Linked DNA regions of Sus scrofa: region 1 is linked to region 2. The links are chromatin contacts, called in public HiChIP or PLAC-seq maps. All regions are on one chromosome and are shown on one strand. Each heading gives the region's core, a stretch centred on a gene start, on an enhancer-like site or on the middle of the called end of the contact. The rest is flanking DNA. Distances are from core to core; before and after follow the strand shown.

Evidence for each region. HiChIP or PLAC-seq counts read pairs in DNA pulled down with a chosen protein or histone mark.
Region 1: a contact with region 2 is called in an H3K27ac HiChIP or PLAC-seq map of alveolar macrophages. The contact joins the promoter of MEPCE here to the promoter of TRIM4 in region 2. A contact is called at or near these places in 1 of 47 Hi-C or Micro-C datasets (epiblast stem cells) and 1 of 2 datasets of contacts at active chromatin or transcription factors (alveolar macrophages).

Annotation. Positions count from the first base shown.
Region 1 is chr3:8,354,027-8,357,997 of Sscrofa11.1, forward strand. It overlaps MEPCE (7SK snRNA methylphosphate capping enzyme), which reads left to right and starts at 2,576. Exons shown (of 4, transcript XM_003124352.6): 1 at 2,576-3,971. The coding sequence starts at 3,633. It overlaps ZCWPW1 (zinc finger CW-type PWWP domain protein 1), which reads right to left and starts at 2,169. Exons shown (of 18, transcript XM_005661906.3): 1 at 1,705-2,169.
Region 2 is chr3:7,835,594-7,839,787 of Sscrofa11.1, forward strand. It overlaps TRIM4 (E3 ubiquitin-protein ligase TRIM4), which reads right to left and starts at 1,994. Exons shown (of 6, transcript XM_003124333.5): 1 at 1,370-1,994. The coding sequence starts at 1,888. It overlaps LOC110259868 (a long non-coding RNA gene), which reads left to right and starts at 2,061. Exons shown (of 2, transcript XR_002342269.1): 1 at 2,061-2,202; 2 at 3,575-4,061.

The sequences.
Region 1 (3,971 bases), core at 1,326-3,825, 520 kb after region 2:
CCATTCTTCATACCAAATTTTCTTCCATTTAGGAAGATATATTTTCCCTTAAAATGTTATCTACATTAACATGTAATGGGTTTAGTATTTTAAAATAAATGTTTAACCTTTCTCAGTTTAATTTCTAGTATATTAATATTAATAGATAAACAGATACAAACCAACATTTGGAGTCCTCCATAATTTTTAAGGATATAAAAGTGTCCTGAAACCAAAATGTTTGAGAACTGATCTAGCTAAATAATTTAGCTTTATCAATATTTTCAAAAGCATTAATCCTCCTTCCTCCATCCCCCATTTACAACATGTTCACAAATTTTCCCCCTCTTAACCATCCAATTATTCCCTCTTTATATTGTCCCTGGAATCCATGGTCTAAGAGCAAATGTACTCTTTAGAACTATCCTCTAACAGACTCCATGAGCCTTGGAAAAAAACAAAAACTGGGAGTTCCCACTGTGGCTCAGCAGTTAAGAACCTGACACAGTATCCATGAGGATATGGGTTCAACCCCTGACCTTGCTTGGTGGGTTCAGGATCTGGCATTGCCATGAGGTTCGGTGTAAGTTGCACAATGTTACTGTGGCTGTGGCTTAGCCAGGCACCTGCGGCTCTGATTCCACCCCTAGCCTGGGAACCTCCATGTGCCATGGGGGTTCATGCCTAAAAAGAAAAAAAAAAGTGAATAATTTAAGAAAGACTCTATTTAAAATTTCTTTCAAGCTGGAGTTTGATTTCATTCACATTCCTAATGGCATGTAGACCCTTGCTTATTTTCATCAGTAGTAGTTTTTTCTTTCTTCCTGTTTCCCTTTCTCCTTGCCTTTTCTTTTTTGGGTGTATGAGCACAGAATGATTTCAAACTTTTAACAAAACTGAAAGGAAAAATCATCCCAGCTACCCTTACTTCTCACACCTAACAAGGCATTTACTGCCATAAACTACTTGAACTAAACCTTTACAGAATCATATAAGGAAGTTAATGGTGAACTAAACCGATTGCTTCAGAACGCCAGGCAACAGGGACAGGGCCACTTATCACCAAAACAGACTTTTTTTTTCGGGACCCTGATCTTGGTTCAGACCCTTTCTATCTAACTCCCTGAAATGCTTCCACACGTGCCCCTGTTGCTGACTTTAAACTAGCTCATGTTGTTTTCCCTTAAAGGGCACACAGCCATGAACTCCCACATCGCTTCACCATCTGCCCTCTCAAAGAGCCAAGGCTTGGAACAGTAAAAGGCCTACTTCCACCTTTAAAACCAGAAGGAAGAATTTTGGGCGACCTACATTTCCCTTCTCTCTTCCCTCACCAATTCCCTCTTAAGGACGGCAATTAACACCAAAGGTACCACAGGCAAAAGTTCTTCACTCCCCTCAATAGGTAAAACAGTGACTGTCTCTTCCCCATCAAGAAACTCCTCGTGAATTTCCCCTCAGCTCCCTCTCCCCTCCCCCAGCCCGCGGAGGCACCAGGATCCTCATTCTCTCCGGCCCGTCGTCGCCCGCCCCGATACTACTGGGTTACTTTTGTTTGTTTGTTGGGTGCGAGTTTGCTGTTGGAGATTCTGAGGAGAGAGCTAAGAGTTGGTCCTCGTCCTAAAGAGAAAACTTCTCCTCAGGCTAAGAGTTGGTCCTCGCCCTAAAGAGAAAACCTCTCCTCAGGCAACAGGTACTAGGATTGGCCGCGCCTAGCACCTTCACCTGCAACCGGAAAAGCACCAGCAATCTTCTGGAGCGAGGAGGACCTAAAGGCCAGGAGCAGAATGAGCTACCGCAGCAACTCTGCAAACCCCTCCAAAACTCGAGCCAGTTTTCCCGCCACCAAGCAAGGTAAGGCGCGAGGCCACACACAAGCTCCACCCCACCCCTCCTACAAGCGGCGTGCTCGCAGGACTGCTGCGCATGCGCAGCTGGAAGCTAGTTCGGCGCTTGCGCAGCTGAGTTATAGCGCCATCTTCCAAACAAACGCCCTGTAAAACTACAAGTCCCATAATCCTGGTTGGCCTCACTTTTTTTTTTTTTTAGGTGGCAGCAGCAGTGCCTGATCGTTCATGAAGCCCATCTTCCTTTTCCTAACTTTTTTCTCTGCCCTAGACTTCCTTCCTGATTCCCATTCTCCCTTTGAGTCTCCTTCAAACCCTTATTTTGATATTTTGAGACTACCCTTAACACCACTCCCGCCTCTTTCGCCCTCTTCGCAGCCACAGGACCCAAACCCCAATCGCTGTGGGCCCGGAGAACGGGCCCCCTCTGAAAAGGGCATCGAGTAGCTTGTTCCCCATTGGCTGAGGCCGGGGCCCCCAAAGCCGACCGAAATCTCTTCCCTGCCCACGTTCGTTTTTATATAAGGCGGCGCAAACGCGCCGCGGGTGCTCGGAAAAGCCTGCGTGCAAAGGGGGCGGTGGTGGTAGATATACTGTTATTGGTGGCTGTGGTGGGCGTCTGGGTCGCCGTTCCCTAACGGGGGGAGGGGCTCGCGAGCAGGCGTCGGGTGGTGGGTGTGGAGGCGGAGAGGAGGGCGTGGTGTCCCCAGGTGATCGCGATTGAGGGAAGGCGGAGGAGCGAGAGAACGACCTGGCCGTTTCGGGGAAAGAGGAAGTTGGACAACATCGCCTTAGTACTTTTTTTCCCCCAGTTCATCAGAGAATATTTTCCAGGGGGGTGAGTTAAAATGACCTATTGTATTATACTGAGAACAGTAGTTAGGAAGACAGTGGGTACACTCCGCTCCTTTCCTTCTCCTACTTCTAGGTTCGCCCCTCTTTAGAAATAGGTGGGCCAAGAGGGCCACCACTTTATGAATAATTCACGAGGGCCTCCCCGTTCTTTAGCCACGCCCCTCCGAATCGTGCTGACGCATGTTGCGCGTACCAAACCTGAGGAAGCGACGTAGCAGTCCCCGCCTCTAGGACGGAGGGAGGGGCGTCATCTCCAGCACGTGCTGCATCTACCCGCGCAAGCCCAAAAGGGTGTGCGCAGGCGCTGCCCGCTAGGGGGAGGAAGGAGGCGGGGTAGGGAGGTTGCTGGGTTTAGAGCCGGGCGGAGACGGCAGAGACTCATTCCTCAGGAACAAGGGTCGGGTGTCAAGGAGACCTTTTCACACCAGCTCCCCGTCCCCCGCCTACGGTGGGTGGGATCGCGCGGCAGAGACAAAGGATATCACTAGGGACGGACGTAGCTGCGAAGGGAAGTAGGGCGTCAGTTTGGGGTGGTGGGCTTTGGTTGGGGGGGCTTAGGGGGGCTATATTTAAACTCCCGGAGCCGTTAAGTTGGTTCGTACTCTGATGCGCGCGCAACCAGGGTGGTGGCTGAGTGCGCATGCGTGATTCCGGGGCCAGAGGAACGCGCTCCAGCAGTGCGCGCTCGCGGCGAAGCGGTAGTGGTAGAGGAGAAAGGAGTCGGCGCACGCGCGGTTGGTTCCTCGAGTTCGGGTCTCGCGGGCATCTTGTTTTGGTCTCGCGGGCGAGTGGGGCGCGCTTCGGGGGAGGCGCTTGGGGACGAGACTAGGCGAGAAGCGGAACTGCGCGCGCACTCAGGAAAGGGGGGAAGGGAGCGCGGTCTTAGGAAGGGGGGGTTAAGCCCCCTGGTCCCCCTGGTTGCCCTCGACTGGGACGGAATAAGGGGAGGAAATGATCGAGATGGCGGCGGAGAAGGAGCCGTTTCTGGTGCCGGCCCCGCCACCGCCGCTCAAAGATGAGTCGGGCGGAGGGGGCGGCCCCACGGTGCAACCACACCGAGAGGTCGCCTCCGGGGAGCTCCGCGGCGGGACGCAGCGTGGGCCGGGCCCGCGCGCACACTCGGCGGGGTCCCCAGCTTCTGGGGCAGGCAAGGAGAGCCCCGGGGCTACCTCCACCCCTCGGGGCGGCCAGTCGCAGCAGCAGCGAGGGGGCGGCCCCCAGGCCCAGTCGACCGGAGAGGCCTGCTTGTCGGATCCCCAGGGGCTAGCCGCTCCCCCGGACGTGGGGGAG
Region 2 (4,194 bases), core at 744-3,243:
GTTCCCTTACTTTTCACATGCTCTTCCACACTGAATATGCTGTTCCCTTGGCCTGACAATCCTCTCCCCTACCTTGCTGTTCACATCCTTCAAGGATGAACTCATGTTTCACTTCTCTGGGAAGCCTCGCCTCACCCCTGTCTGATCGCACTAACCTCAAACCTTCTGTGGGCTGGTACCAACTCGCATACAGTAAGCATCAGTAAAGATGACTGACTAAAGAAACGAATGTACCCCTTCTAGTCTAACCGCACCTGTTTCCTGTTTGCAGTCAGTTGATAAAAAACTGTACAGCGTTTGACAGTTTACAATCCACTTTAACTTGTCATGAAATTCGTGTATTCAGCAAGTACTTACTAGATACCAATTCAGATGGAGACCACTGGAGTGACACCGTCAGTAACGGAAGGGGGTGGGGCTACTCTGGAAAGGATGCGCAAGGAAGGTCTTCAAGCTAAACTCTAAAAGGATCTAAAGGATGGGAAGTACGGGTAGAGAGAGAGAACAGGCTTGAAACAAAAGCAAGAAGGCCAACGTGGCTGGAGTAGCGTATGACACACTGATTTATTTAACCGAAGCTTCTTAACCCCTAAGATGGGAAGACCAGATCATCTCCAAATTCTAACACTCATTTTCCCAACTGATGAAAGAAGTTAGTTCACAAAATCCTGACCCATCCCCTCAGCCAGGCTTTTCTCAAATCCTCCGTGGTCTATGATATTTGCAGGTATAAACCATATCGTCCAATAGAGCAACCTCAGCCACGGGAGCATCTGAAATACCGCTAGTCCCAATTGATGTGTGCGGTCAACGTGAAGCAAACACAGATTTATTTCAAAAACCTATCATGAAAAAAAAAGTAAACGATCTCACTGATAATTTTTCCTATCAGTTAATACCGAGTGATAATATTTTGGAAAAGAGGGTTAAATAAAACATATTATTTATTGCTCTTCCCGTGGTTTTTCGTCTGCTTATCTTAAAAATTCTCTTAATAAAATGTTACTGATGTAGTTGAAAAAAATATTGAAATTAACATCACCTGCCTCTTTTTACTACTGAAAAACACTTTAGTAGCATGCGTGGCTCGTGTTTTTTGTTTCTATTGGACACCACTGGTATATAACCTTCTACAATGTTTGTCTTAAACTCCAGGAGGCCAGTCCCTTGAAAATTCTGCAAGGAGGACTACACCCCCCTCCCAATCCCTGTTTTAACTCCAGCCCGGAGATCGGTGAGTAGCTTAACTTTTTTGAGCCTGGGAGGGGGCCACGGGGGCGTTTCATGCTTCCAGCGGCAAAAGCGGCCACCTAGTGTAAACAGTACAAGTGCCCACGCAATTCCGGCAACCCTGCAACGGCCGGCTCACCCGGTAGCTCTGGAAGGCCTCGTCCATGGGGGCCATGGTGTGGGCCTGGTGCTCCTGGGACTCCCTGCACACCATGCACATGAGTCGCTGATCGTCCTCGCAGAAGAGCCGCAGCGGCTCCCCGTGACGGTCGCACAGCCCGCGGGACGCGGGGCCCTCGCGCCGGCGCCGCGCCTTCTGCGCCAGCCGGGCCAGGGCCCAGTTGGGCCGCAGCGCAGAGGGCGTCGACGGCCGCCGGCACTCGGGGCAGGGAAACTGGTTGCAGCCCTGCGCCAAACCGCGGCGCAGGCAGTCGCGGCAGAAGTTGTGGCCGCACTCGATGGACACCGGGTCCTCGAAATAGTCCAGGCAGATGGAGCAGCTCAGCTCCTCCTGGAGGTCCTCGGCCTCCATGCTGCTCCTCTGACCCCGATCCGGGGGCGGGGTCGGAGGAAAGGCCGGCAGGCTGCAGGCGGGCCCCCGAAGCCGATGGCCTTCCGACCTGCGGCCGCCGCCTCCCGCCGAAGGGCGAAGTGCCATCTCTTCCTGGGACCGGGATCCAGGCGGGGCCCGGGGACGGGGAGGAGGTCCTTCCCGGCGCGTCTGAGGGGGGCCGAGCGCGCGCACGGCAGGTTTCCGCACCCCGACGGCGCGCGGGGCATGTCGGGAGGGCGCGCCCCCACCGGGCGGACAGTAGAGATGCGGAAGCCCCCCCTCGGGAAGCCTAGAGAGGAGGCGAGGACCTCAGGTTTGCCGAGCGCGCGGCTGTGAGGCGACCGCGCAGCTGCAGCAGCAGCTGGTGGGGCAACGTGGGGAGGCGCTGGTGAACTTCGCTAGTCCTTCAGGTTTGCGAGGTGAGGTCAGTGTTGGCCGGCCGCTCCGGACGATTTAGGTTCTGACTTCCTAGGCGAGGTGCAGCTTATGGCCTGAAGGATTAGGAGGATCGGGGGCATCCCCTTAGGCTGGCTCTTCCTGAAGTCTCCCTTTTATCGTTCAGCCTCATTCTCCAGGAAAGGAATCTGTTCTCGTCCTCGAACCCCCGAGGTCTAGTTGAATTCCTAAAAAGGCAGGATTTCCTGATGCCCCCACGAAGCCCACCAACTCTCCAGGGATTCGAGGAGCCGGGCGAACAGGCCAGCTAAGTTTCGGAGGCGAGCGAACAGAAAAAGGAGTGTTTAGCCCCCACGACGTAGTAGGGAGCTTTCTGATCGCCTTGCCACCCTGATTTCCCTCTCTTTCTTCCATAGCGTAGGAGATAGAGGCAGCCCATTCTCACCATGGGGCACACTCGCCCAGTGTAGATAGACGTTCTAATAGTTAAGTTAGGGGGAAGAATCTAGGGTTAGACGGTCTTCCTCAGGTTTGAGACTTCCCACCAGTATTTAAGCGGTTCAGCGCCCAGGAGGTCTAAAGGACTCTGGGTGATCTGCCAGGAGTGGCTGTCGTCTAAGATTCTGGGAGGAAGCAGAGCCTGTAGCTGCTGCTGCTGGTGGTGCTGGAGCAGTTCCTGATCCTCCTACCTGAGAAGACTAGGACCACGTTGTCAGAGCAACACTCTAAGAGTGGTGGGAAGGAAATCAGGTGTTTTAAGTGGAAGTGCTTAAGATTCAGATGCGTAGATGCATTGTCTTTTGGTACCCAACTTGAACCACTTGCCATCCCATGTGTCATCCATTGAGCCTTTCAACAAACAATATGCTTGCCTGTTTCACAGTGTTATCTGTTTCTCTCCAATGGATTTTTATCTTGTGTTTCTGAGGTGTTTTTTTTTTTTTTCTTAAATTCTTCGCACTCTGTTCTGTTTCTTATGAAAGAAATTTTTAATTCTTCTTGTGTCCCCAAATCAGATACTGCCTTTCCCATAATATGCTGATTAGGGGATTTGAAAAAGGAGCGCTTGGGGGTCACTGTTTTGGGGGTTTGATGAAGGTTCCACAGAATGGCTATGTTTAAATGTTTAAATTATGCATCCGATAGCTGTGTTTTCTTTGTAAATTGGAATACTATACTGAGAAGAAATCTGAGTCTTCATATAGACCAAGCAGGAAGAGGTACTCTTATCGGTTATTGACGTTTCCCATGAGTGTTTTACTGCAAGTGTCTATATGTCTATATGTCTGCCTGTGTATTGAAGTATATCTTCTAATGTCTTTGTTTTCAATGCTGCCATACTCCTGAAATGAACATCCTTCTCTACTGAAAATGTTGTGGCTCCTGAATTGACAGCTTTATTCATTTGGAATTCATATGGCATTTCAGGGGATGCCAAGTGGCCAATCTTGAGAAAGAAGAACAAAGTAGGAGAACACACACTTCCCAATTTCAAACATTATTACAGAGCTACAGTAATTAAAATGTAGTACTGCCATCAGAATAGACATATACATCAATGGGAATCAAATTGAGAGTACAGCAACAGTGCCGTACAGCTACAAGCAATTGGTTTTCAGCAATGGTGCCAAAACCGTTATATGTAGGGAAAATTAGCCTTTCAACAAGTGGTACCGATGCAACTGGACATCCACATGCAAAAGAATGAAATTGGACCTTTAGATCATTCCACGCACAAAAGTTCATTCAAACTCAATCAAAGACCTAACATAAAGCTAAAACTATAAACCTCTTGGAAAAATGGGTGTATTCTTCACAGTCATGGATTATGCAATGATTTCATAACTGTAACACCAAAATCATAAGCAGTGAAATAAAAAAATTAGCAAATTCAGTTTCATCAAAGTGTAAAACTTTTGTGCACTGGAGGACACCGTTAATGAACTGAAAGACAATCCACTGAACAGGAGAAAAAATTTGGACTCATACCTCAGATAAGGATCTAGTATCCAGAA